Linked DNA regions of Mus musculus: region 1 is linked to region 2. Evidence: chromatin contacts called from public capture Hi-C data. All regions are on one chromosome and are shown on one strand. The core of a region is the stretch at or near the end of the contact, and the rest is flanking DNA. Distances in the headings are between cores, read along the strand shown.

Region 1 (5,381 bases), core at 1,481-3,980, 450 kb before region 2:
TACAAAAATGAATGGAACTATTATCGTGTAGGAAACTTGGACTTGAAAGAAAGGGACTTTGAGTAGGTGGTTTCTGACTTCCTTTTTTTAGATGGGCTAAAAACTACTTAGAGAACAAGAAAGCAAAGCAAACAATTCTCCACTTGGTTTGTGGTATGCTGTAGGAACTCTTGTCAAGCTAAGAGGAGTCTCAAAGCTTGATTTACTCAGCGCTTCAGATGTTGTAAATGAAAGGGGCCCTGGAGCCCAGTTAATGCTGGGATGGTGGTGAGGGATGTGCCTGAGTACCAGTATGATCAACACGACTTGCCATAATTTTAAAATACAGAAAACCAGTTCGTTTTATACTTATCCTTTAGTACAGAGATTTTTTTTTCTGCTCAAAATGTACTATATGCTTTTGAGATTTTTGTAAAAAACAAAAACACCCTTTGTTTTAACAATTCTTCCTAAATGAATAAATTTCATAAATAAATTTTCATAAATTCATAAATAAAATTCAGTGTAGGAGTGGCAGGGGTTTCATTAAGCTAAATATGACTTTTTTTTTTTTTACCTGTTTCCTTGATGTTGTCATTTGGAAAGTATTCTGTAGTAGACATCTGTTATTGTAAACCCATTATAATGTAAACAGATGTGAGCGTTTGCTTAGATTATATATCAGGAAACAAGCATCTGGGCTTTATTATGGAAGCCACTCAGCATTATCTCTGAACAGGTAATTCTTTACTCTTTGATTATTGGAAAACACAAGTTACTAAATTTGAGCATAAGTCAACTATCCAGAAAGTTTAATTTTAAACATGCAGTCTCAATACCCATTGTACCATCTGAGCAAAACTTCAATGGAAAGGGCCTGGCTCTTTGGACCCTGCAGCCTGACGTATTTAGATTATAGAAATGTGTGTGTCTAGTTTACTTGCTATCATATAACATGCACAAACATGACTCCCTGGCTTGTAGATTCTTTCTGTTTTCTCTACTTCACTGTGTATGCGGGCATTGGTTTCTCTGAGATCCCTGTCCAACACTTCATTTCCAATCAGCAGTGCAACATCTCACTTTTTCTAATGTAGTCCTTTCCCACAAATCAGCTGCCATGTGGCAGAGGAGGTAAAAAGGAGTCAATAAGCAAGATGCAATCATGTCAGGTACACCACTTGTCAAAGCAGTTTAAAACCGGGGTTATTTTATGAACCATCTTATTTTTGGTAAATAGAAAACAGTATCACTTTATTTCCTCTCTACACACAAAGAACAACCATTAACTCTCAATTAAATTGTAACTACTGACCGTGTAAGTATAAGGAAGCTCAAGTGGCATGAACTCACGGGGGAACAGGTTCTCTATTTCTGTTGTTGAAGATAAAGCCTTGTCATAAGATCTAAGAGCTGTGTGTTTGTTACATGATATATATATATTTTTGGTAAATACTGGGTAACTCCAATAACAGGTTCTCAGCACATACACTTATTATTTACAGGGCACAACTATTCTAGTCCTTGATTTGCATAAGAGGAAACAAATACCCTGAGTATGTATCAAAATGATATCTATTCTTCACTGAAAACATACAAAATTGTTCATTAGTACCTGGACATATTGAAACAGTTTGAAACAAGATGGCTCCACTTTCTGTCTCAAGGCAAGTAGATTGTGCAATGCTGCCAGGAGAAGGGAGACCAATACTTTGTTTCTTATCTCAGGCTGCCAGCTGTACTGTTGCCCCTTCATCTCTTACTCTGCTCACTGCTACCACTAATGCTTGAAGTATGCTGAGTTTGAAAAATGATGTATGGATGCTCTTGCAAAGGAAAAAGTACCTGAGGAGGGCTTTAAGGAGAGAAGAGACAGCCTGAGGAGAACGGGAATGTCTTTAAGAGTTTCTCATTAGAGGCTGCTCTGTTTTAACAGCACCTATGATGTTTCAGTCACAAACACTTCCTGCGCTGGGGAATGGAAAGAGTGATTACTGAGAAAAGCCCTTTCTCTTTTTCTAAATACTCCACAGTGGCTCAGACGATCAAGGAAAATGAAGATCATAAGATGACATCCAGAAGAAAGGGTGGGATGGAAAAGCTAAGAAAGACAAGCTGGTCACTGAAACTCTTAAACCTCAAAAAATGTTAAAGATACATAAATATTTGATCCTTGTATGGAATTAATTTTAAATATTTTATCATTTGGTAGATGTTTGGATATCAAAACAAGCTGAATGAAAATAGTGAAATACAAAATGGTAAGATGCATCTTAAATGTACTCTTAAGAATTAGAAGTAAAAAATAAGCTTAAATGTAAGGCTACTTAATAATAAGCATTTATTAAACAGGGTGGAAATACACACAAGGACATGTATAACTGGTAGCTTTGGGAAAACACAAAGGATCCAGCCAGCTCTTGTTATCTCTGAGTTGTCATTGAATCTCATTTTACCCTGGTTCAGACAGTGCTGCAATCCTGCAACTCAAATTAAGTTATTTTTACTTTTAAGCAGAAGGGGAGTTCTGATGTCTAATTTATTTCAGGTTTCTAAAGAGAGTGTTTTTCCTAAGTACAAATTCAATATTTAAAAAATATTATCCTAACAGGCGTCGTGTTTTAGCAATACGGAGCTCATGCTTCTAATTAGCTAGAAAGCAGGTAGGCAGTAAAACATGTTTGTGTAAAAAGGACGAACAGTAAACTTCACACCTCATAAAAAGCTTTGTAGTCATCCCAGTGGTGGCTCTCAGCATCCTGTAAAATGCTCATAGCACAAACTCTGGCGCAGTAGTCCGTAACCTGAAACTGGACAGTGTTGATGAATTCCTGATAGCGCTGGACAGGCACCAGGAATATGGGTCTGTTCAGAGGGAATGATCAAAGAGACAGAGATTTAAGGTCTGTGCAGTAGGAGGTAACAACCCCCAGCACTAAGAATGGTTTTCATTATTAGATATCAATCATTCATTTCCCCCCAAAGCTGAAGGCTGTATCCACATTCACTTTCCAAAAAAAAAAAAAAAAAAAGTGGGTGGGGGGAGCCTTTCTTTGTTTTGCAAGTCCTTTGAAATGTACATCTGCTGTTCTACAAATATGCACTTCAACTGGAGACGAACTGTATTGTCAATAGATCATTCAAAACTTAAAGTATTCTTTGTAAGCCTATTATTAGAGATTAGTGCATTATTTAGGCATTAGGTTATCATTACTGGAGAACAACATACACTTGTCAGAATGAACTATTCTAAAGCTATCACATCTCATACACACTGTCTTTATTTTTTAAAAATTGTAATTTTGTAGATGTCAATTATCTTATAAACTGTTTTAGAATAGTCTACTGAAATGAAGCGGTTTCTGCCATATTTTGTTTATAAATTCAAGTATGAATCACAACATCTGATGACTTATGAGAATTAAAGAAATAACATAACTGTATCCTACAGTGAGCCAAATTTATTTCACTTTTATCTTCAGCTATTTATATCACACTTCTGTCTTTCATAACTTAAGAGACTATGAAGGCTGAATAAAGAATATAGAATAGATTCTTGGACTGCACTGGACTGGCAAGTCCACATGTTTATTTCAAGGAGCTATGGTAGGATTTACAAAATTCATGTGTAACCAAAACGACTACTTGATAGCACCCATGGCAATTTTTATCTCTATACAGAAAACATATTGTATTTTTAGACTACTAGTGCATGAGAATTAAGATTGGCAGATGCTTCCTCTTCAAATATTATGGATAGTTTATTACTAAATAGATGTCCTGCAATATGTTTACACTAGACACAGCGATGGATTGAAATGCATTTATTCACTCTGGCAGTTACTACCAGCTTGTTGGATTGGAAGCAGAAGCAAGAAGTGACTATTTCACAAATGGTTATATGCAGGGCAGAAATAACTTTGATCTTCCTTTCCTATGTGGTCAGTTTAATGTACAATAGGAAAAGAACAGGGTAAAATTCAGTCTTGGCATGAAACCATGCAGAACATTGTGTGCTCTTTTGTGCATGTCTCTAGTAGAGAGCGCCTTTGTTAGTATCCACACATTTGTTTGATATGACCCATATTTGACCTTTTAAACATTTCCTAATAGAGAAAGATGAAAATAATCCACCATTATTATGTGCTCCTCAGTGATTATCGTCAACATTTCAATTCTGTGAAGTCTGGAGAGTGTGTGTTTCTTAGAGCATGAACATCAGCTTCATTTAAGGACACTCACTTCTTAGTTGTCTCTTTCATCAGATTATCATAGTGAGTGAACCGCTGAGAGACATACGTTGCTGAGGACAGGATGCTGTGCAGGTTCTTCAGTGGTGCTCGGGAAGGAACCTCCTTTCCTCTCTCCTGCAGTCTTTCCAGGACAGCTGTTGCCACTTTACTGTAGGCCTCTACCAGGTTCTCTTTGATTTCCTGAGGAGAATCATCTCGGCATGCCAGGGCCAGGAGAAGCATTGTATCAAGCTTTTCTATGATGTCAGAACAAAACTAGGGAGAAATAAACGCGGCACAGAGTTATTTGTATTCTGACAGCACCATGTAATTTATATACAATGGAGCCAAATTCCTAAATAATGAATTTGGCATCAAACATAAATATAATGACACAGCTTTCTAACAATAAATTTTTTCAGTTGTAGAAAGTTAAATGTTTCTTCTCAAATAAGGAAATAGCAAAATGATGTCTCTTTATATATAACCTTCAAACCTTATGCTCACCAGACATATATTATGAAAAACTCATAGCCAGCTTTACATGACAATACTTTTATGCATAATCGATAGATATATTCTAATATTGCCTAGATAGTTTAGAAGCAACAGGAAAGATCTCATGTAATCATTTTTTTTATTGGATATTTTCTTTATATTTCAAATGTTATACCCTTTCCTGGTTTCCACTCTGAAAACCCCCTTCCCCTAGCCCCTTTCTCCCTCCCCCTGCTCACCAAACCACCCACTCCTGCTTCCTGGCCCTGGCATTCCCCTGGGCCATAGAGCCTTCACAGGATCAAGGGCCTCTCCTCTCATTGATGTCTGACCAGGCCATCCTCTGCTACATATGTAGCTGGAGCCACGAGTCCCACGATGTGTACTCTTTGGTTGGTTATTTAGTCCCTGGGAGTTGTAGGGGTTACTGGTTAGTTCATAATGTTGTCCCAGACACTATTGTGGATGCCAATAAGTGCTTGCTGACAGGAGCCTAATATAGCTCTCTTGAGAGGCTCTGCCAGTGCCTGACAAATACAGAAGTGGAATACTCTCAGCTATCAATTGGACTGAGCACAGGGTCCTCAATGAAGGATCTAGATATAAAACCCAAGGAGCTGAAGGGGTTTGCAGCCCCATAGGAGGAACAACAATATGTAATCTATTCTTATG
Region 2 (5,256 bases), core at 1,875-4,374:
TGCATTGTAATCACTTGCTAATGTCTTTTGGATGAATAACTGACAATGAAGTATCGTTCTCAACATTTGACTTTCATTCACAATAACAAGGGACAATAAATGCATAATTCATTTTTCTAATGCTTGAACCCAGCTGTAAGCTTTAAGTATTTCTTTTATTTTCTACCATTAAAGCAAAAATCCCTATTTTTAACCATGTAAGACCTTATATTTATATTTTGATGTTTATTTTATTGAATAAACTATATTATTTCAGCATGTAAATACATATGCCACAAACATTAACAATATAAAGTAATATAGCAACATATGTATATATACACACACATAAACATATATATATATATGTGTGTGTGTGTGTGTGTATACATAGAGAGACATATAAAATGTTTATGGTATTTTTGTTTATGTTCTTATATAAATGAATCAACTTGCCATCCTGGCAAGTTTGATAAGCAAGCAATCAATTATATTGTCAAAGTTATTAGTAAATAAACAGTGTGGACCAAAGACAGAGGCATGAATCGTCCTCACAGTATCCCCCATTGACATCAATCCTTAAATCACTCTCTTGGGCTTGACTGTTCAGTGATTTAGGATTCTAACTATAGGATTATACAACTCAAATCTTTCTGTAGTAAATGGCTCTCTCTTTTGCCCCTCAGAAACTCTCATAAATTCAGATATTTTCTGCAGTGTTTCTTGGACGTGAATGTCTTATTTATATAACTATATCTTAGTGTAACAAAAATTTAAAGACTAGTTTAACTTAAATCAGCAGCAGCATCTTCCAACTTCCTTAGCACTGAGGGACATCCTGAGGCTGGCTTTACATACCACAGCAGCACCTCTCTCTGTCTTTACTTGAAGGGTATTTTGTAATATTGTTTCTGTAGAACCGGTTTAATTATTTTATGGTATTTCTTCCTTTCCCATTGATAAGGAGACCAGCACTTTCTCAGCACAGAGTCCTTCACCTCTAGAGCACATCAAACCCAGTTATTAGTTTCTTTGTGATTCCCACCTACTCTTTCAGAGTAGAATCTTCTATCCATGTGACCTGCATATGAATCATACGTGATTTCTGTAATTCCATTTGTAACACTGGTTCAGAAGCAGGCTAGTCCAGCATTCATGCTAAATTATGCCTTTCCTTTATGCTTTTAACATATATTTGATAAGAATGGCTTATTGTTAAAAGGGTACTTTTCAGTTTCTGCATTTACAGTCTGAATTTTTTAAAATGCAATACTAAAAGAAAGCAAGTTCCTGGTGAGGGGAGTGTGGGACGAAAGGGGACAGAAGGCCCAACTGCCGCAGGTTCTGAAGCTTCTGTGAGCTAGTTTCATTCTTAGCAAATATCTGAAGAACCTTAATGCATATATCCCATGTGAGTTTGTACATATGGATATTTTTCTAAATCATGTACATTATCATAACAAGAATGCCTTCTGATGCTTTATGAATTAGATAAAATAGTTAATCAAAGTATACTGCTAAAAAACTTATGTAGCTTATTCAAAAGCAAATGGAGACATTAACTTATATCATGGACATAAAGCATACCTTGGAAACAGTTCAATTTTTTGATATTTATTCTTTGTATCAACAAACACAATCTTTCTTTTCTTTTTAAATTTTCTTTATTAACATTTCAAATTTTATCCCTTTTCCTCATTTCCACTTGTAAAGCCTTCCTACCCTCCACCGCCTGCTCACTAACCTACCCACTTCTGCTTCCTTGTCCTGGAATTCCCCTACACTGGAGCATCGAGCCTTCACAAGACCAAGGGTCTCTCCTCCCATTGATGACCGACTAGGCCAGCCTCTGCTGCATATGTAGCTGGAGCCATGAGTCCCATCAAGTGTACACTTTGATTGGTAGTTTAGTCCCTAGGAGCTCTGGGGTACTGGTTAGTTCATATTGTTGTTCCTCCTATGGGGCTGCCAACCCCTTCAGCTCCTTAGGTCCTTTCTCTAGCTCCTTCATTGGGGACCCTGTGCTATGTCCAATGGATGACTGTGTGCATCCATTTCTGTAACAAATATAATCTTAAGATAGTAAATAATGGCAATACCTTCATGTATTTCCTTTAGCTATAAATTATTTTACTCTCTTCTTTTATCTGCTCCATTAGGTGGAATGATGTATATTTTAAAGGCTGCATATATTCTCTTCTTCCATCATAGATTTTAACTAATGATCATAAAATGAAGACAATGCTTATTGGACACTGTCAGCATAATTACATGACAATGGCAACTACAGGTCCATGTTGCTAAAACTCATACTGCTACAATGCCATGGGGGAAACAAGCTGGCGTCCCCATTCAACAAGACAACAGGATTTGGAAAAACATTTGACACAACAACTACATGCATTTTGTACAATTTGCTAAATGAACACACTGGTTATTTTTTAAGGAGAGTGTATTATTTAAAGGCTGTTTTACATATAATATTGTATATACGATATATATTATATATATTATATCTATGTATACCTGCATGCTACTAATGTCTCCAACTGGCCATAATAGCTTTCAGGATCTGACTTGATTTTTCTCTTCTACAGCCTGCTTTTTTATTTTCTTTTTCAGAATAGACCCATAATGTTTAGGGGACATACCAAGAATAATAAATCCCAATCTCTGCATATAATATACCTTCATGACACACTCAAGCTGGAAATCATAGGAACCAATAAAAACGTAGGCAGCTACTGATAATGAGGTCAGAAATACAAATAAATTTACTTTTAATGAAGACTGGAGGCACAGTAATCACAGTGTTCAAATTCATTTCATGCATATCTCATTTGCTTCGTAGCTGATATTTACCACGCAAGTCTGTGAGAAAGTAGAGACCTAAGATGCTCCAGATAAATGGCTCAATTAATTGTACAGAGGTAGACCTCTTTGAGCTGAGCCAGAGCTGTGAGCTCTTTATTAAAAGCACTATTCTGTAGCCCCTAACCTTGTTCCTTGACTCCTCTCTGGTTTCCAATTTAAACAAGTCCCCATGCGGCCTGCTCTAAAGGGCTTTGTCTCCCTGTCATTGTTAAGAGAGCAGAGGCATCCAGGAAGTGTGAAATCAGACCTCATGAGTTGAACGGTTCCCCAGGGAACGCTGGACTGCCGCAGAAGGTCAAAGTCATGGGCCGGACCGTCTAAAAGTGTCTGATCGCTGGTCTGTGACACAGCAAGTTGGGGGTGGGGGCTAGACTGAAGAGGACTGCAATTGAACACATCTTAATTAAAGCCCACAGACAGCAAAACAAAATGTTTTCTAGGCAGCCTGTCAAATGGGGCTTAAATTTAGCTCTGCTAATGAATCTGAGCTGCTCACTGTTATTTTGTAAGATAATAAGACTCTCATCTCAGAGGCCGATTTAAAAAAAAAATCTGTAGCGTGTCTTTTTATGCTGTTTTGTTACTTAAATATTTTTCAACAATGAAGACAGTTTTCCAAAAGGAAAACATGGAAAAAAGTATATGCAAATAAAGGGGGCACTAAACATTTCTTTTTAATAACTACTTGTTTTCTAGACTATGAGGCTGATATGCTACAAGTCTTTTATGAACAGCTTAGTTTAGGGAGAAATGTTCAATTAATGGGACAATTTTAATGACTATGAATCATAACCCCCCCTTCTATTACTTTCTGAAAGAAATGGTACATTCATTTTCAAAGTCAGTTCACCTGGGATAGGACAGTTTGTGTGGGCACCCTTTAACACAGTGGCAAGGCAGAGCAGCTTCTCAAAGGTTCCCAGTTCCCCGTATCACTGTTTCTGAAGCTGACCAGCTGGTCTCCCTGGAGAGGCTGTGACCTCTTCCTCAGGAGAAAAAAAACAAAACCCACAAACGATAACAACCAAACCTCCTACAACCCTGGTAAAATGAGGAGGGGGTGTGGAACCACCACAGCCCAGGGCAAAGCTGAGAGAAGGGCTGCTGAGCAGAACTCACAATCTGGAGAAAGTGGGAGCAAGGGCTGAGAAAGAGAACTCTCCTCTTCCTTTTGAAACTTGAAAGAACTCATCATCGGTTTAAAGATAACTCACTAAATTTTCTTCAAAGAAAGTCTCACTCAATACAGAAGAAATGAACAAGTAGAAATTAGGCTCCTCTCTCTCTCTCTCTCTCTCTCTCTCTCTCTCTCTCTCTCTCTCTCTCTCTCTCTCTCACACACACACACACACACACACACACACACACACACACATACACACTCCTCAGTTGGTCTTTCTGGTCCCATAATCTGGCCAGTTTTAGGGAACATGTGATTTCATGCTGGAAAGATTATTCCCCAGTGAACAGGACCAGTCAGCCCCTAGTTTTGCTTTGATGGTACAGAGAAACAGGAACCTTTCTCTGGGCAGCTGACTTGAGGACATTGTACTTAGAAGTATTTTCAGTTACTCAAACATTTTCCCTTAAAAGAATTTAGTGCATCAAAGTTTCAAACCTTAGTGCCACTTTCTCAGGCTGTGAAAGGCTGTCCACAATTTGACTGAAATTTCAATCCACTCCTGTGCTGTGCTCAATGTGTGCATATGTGTGGGAGTTGTAAATTGAGGCCTTAACCACCAGAGTTAATCTCTTTTTTAAATCTGTATTAACCTTAATGATCTGAAGTGCACTGGCCAACACTGGGCTATTGAGACAGAAGAAAAAACTCTCCTTGACTATCAATAGTTTATTAGGGGCTTAACTGAAGTGACCTACTGTAGTTGTGTTCTGCCGAACAAGGCTATAGGCTTTTTGTGGAAAGGGAAGGAATTGAGGGTTTCATTAAAAAGTAATTTGTGCTTTCTACTCACTCATTCAAAGAGAGTCTCAATTGCTCTCTATTCACACAGAGTTAATACAGTATCACAATGTTTCTCAATGAATGTGTTGTAACAAAAGAAAAATTCTACATTTTGAAAGGAAAAAAATTCTTTGTAACTGTAGTAAGATTGATAGCTACTTAAAAGATTACAGAATCTTTCTTCCCTGTGCTCATTTAATGTTGGAATATTAAGTAAAATTGTGCTCAAATTATGTGACTGTATGCTGCAATAATTAAAAGCAATGAAAACATATATGAAAGTTGGTCACGTGTAAGTTTGTCTTGTTTGGTTTGTTTTAGAGAAAGTATTCTGATGCCAAATACCTTCTAACAATAGCTTCATTTGGACCAGGTCAAAAAATATTCCTGCTTTAGCATAGAGAATCACTCATGATTGTAAAATCCCCTATAATATTGTA

What was found. Capture Hi-C pulls out chosen DNA fragments and counts their contacts.
Region 1: a capture Hi-C map of embryonic tail shows a contact between it and region 2, with 2.0 times the contacts expected there. The contact joins two enhancer-like sites. A contact is called at or near these places in 1 of 115 datasets of contacts at active chromatin or transcription factors (astrocytes) and 1 of 9 other capture datasets (embryonic tail).

Annotation. Positions count from the first base shown.
Region 1 is chr13:77,260,995-77,266,375 of GRCm38.p6, reverse strand. It overlaps 2210408I21Rik (RIKEN cDNA 2210408I21 gene), which reads right to left. Exons shown (of 20, transcript NM_001145676.1): 8 at 4,222-4,487; 9 at 2,694-2,844. Among named protein-coding and RNA genes, the nearest start is that of 2210408I21Rik, 130 kb to the right of the region's middle. Within about 2 kb of position 2,730, at least 8 of the 459 cell types and tissues checked have an H3K27ac peak or open chromatin away from gene starts, as enhancers often do. A contact at or near this core is called in embryonic tail, where this site is marked.
Region 2 is chr13:76,808,574-76,813,829 of GRCm38.p6, reverse strand. The region is part of intron 10 of Mctp1 (multiple C2 domains, transmembrane 1); the gene reads right to left. Among named protein-coding and RNA genes, the nearest start is that of Gm24519, 210 kb to the right of the region's middle. RefSeq lists an enhancer at 1,951-3,951. Within about 2 kb of position 3,124, at least 53 of the 459 cell types and tissues checked have an H3K27ac peak or open chromatin away from gene starts, as enhancers often do. A contact at or near this core is called in embryonic tail, where this site is marked.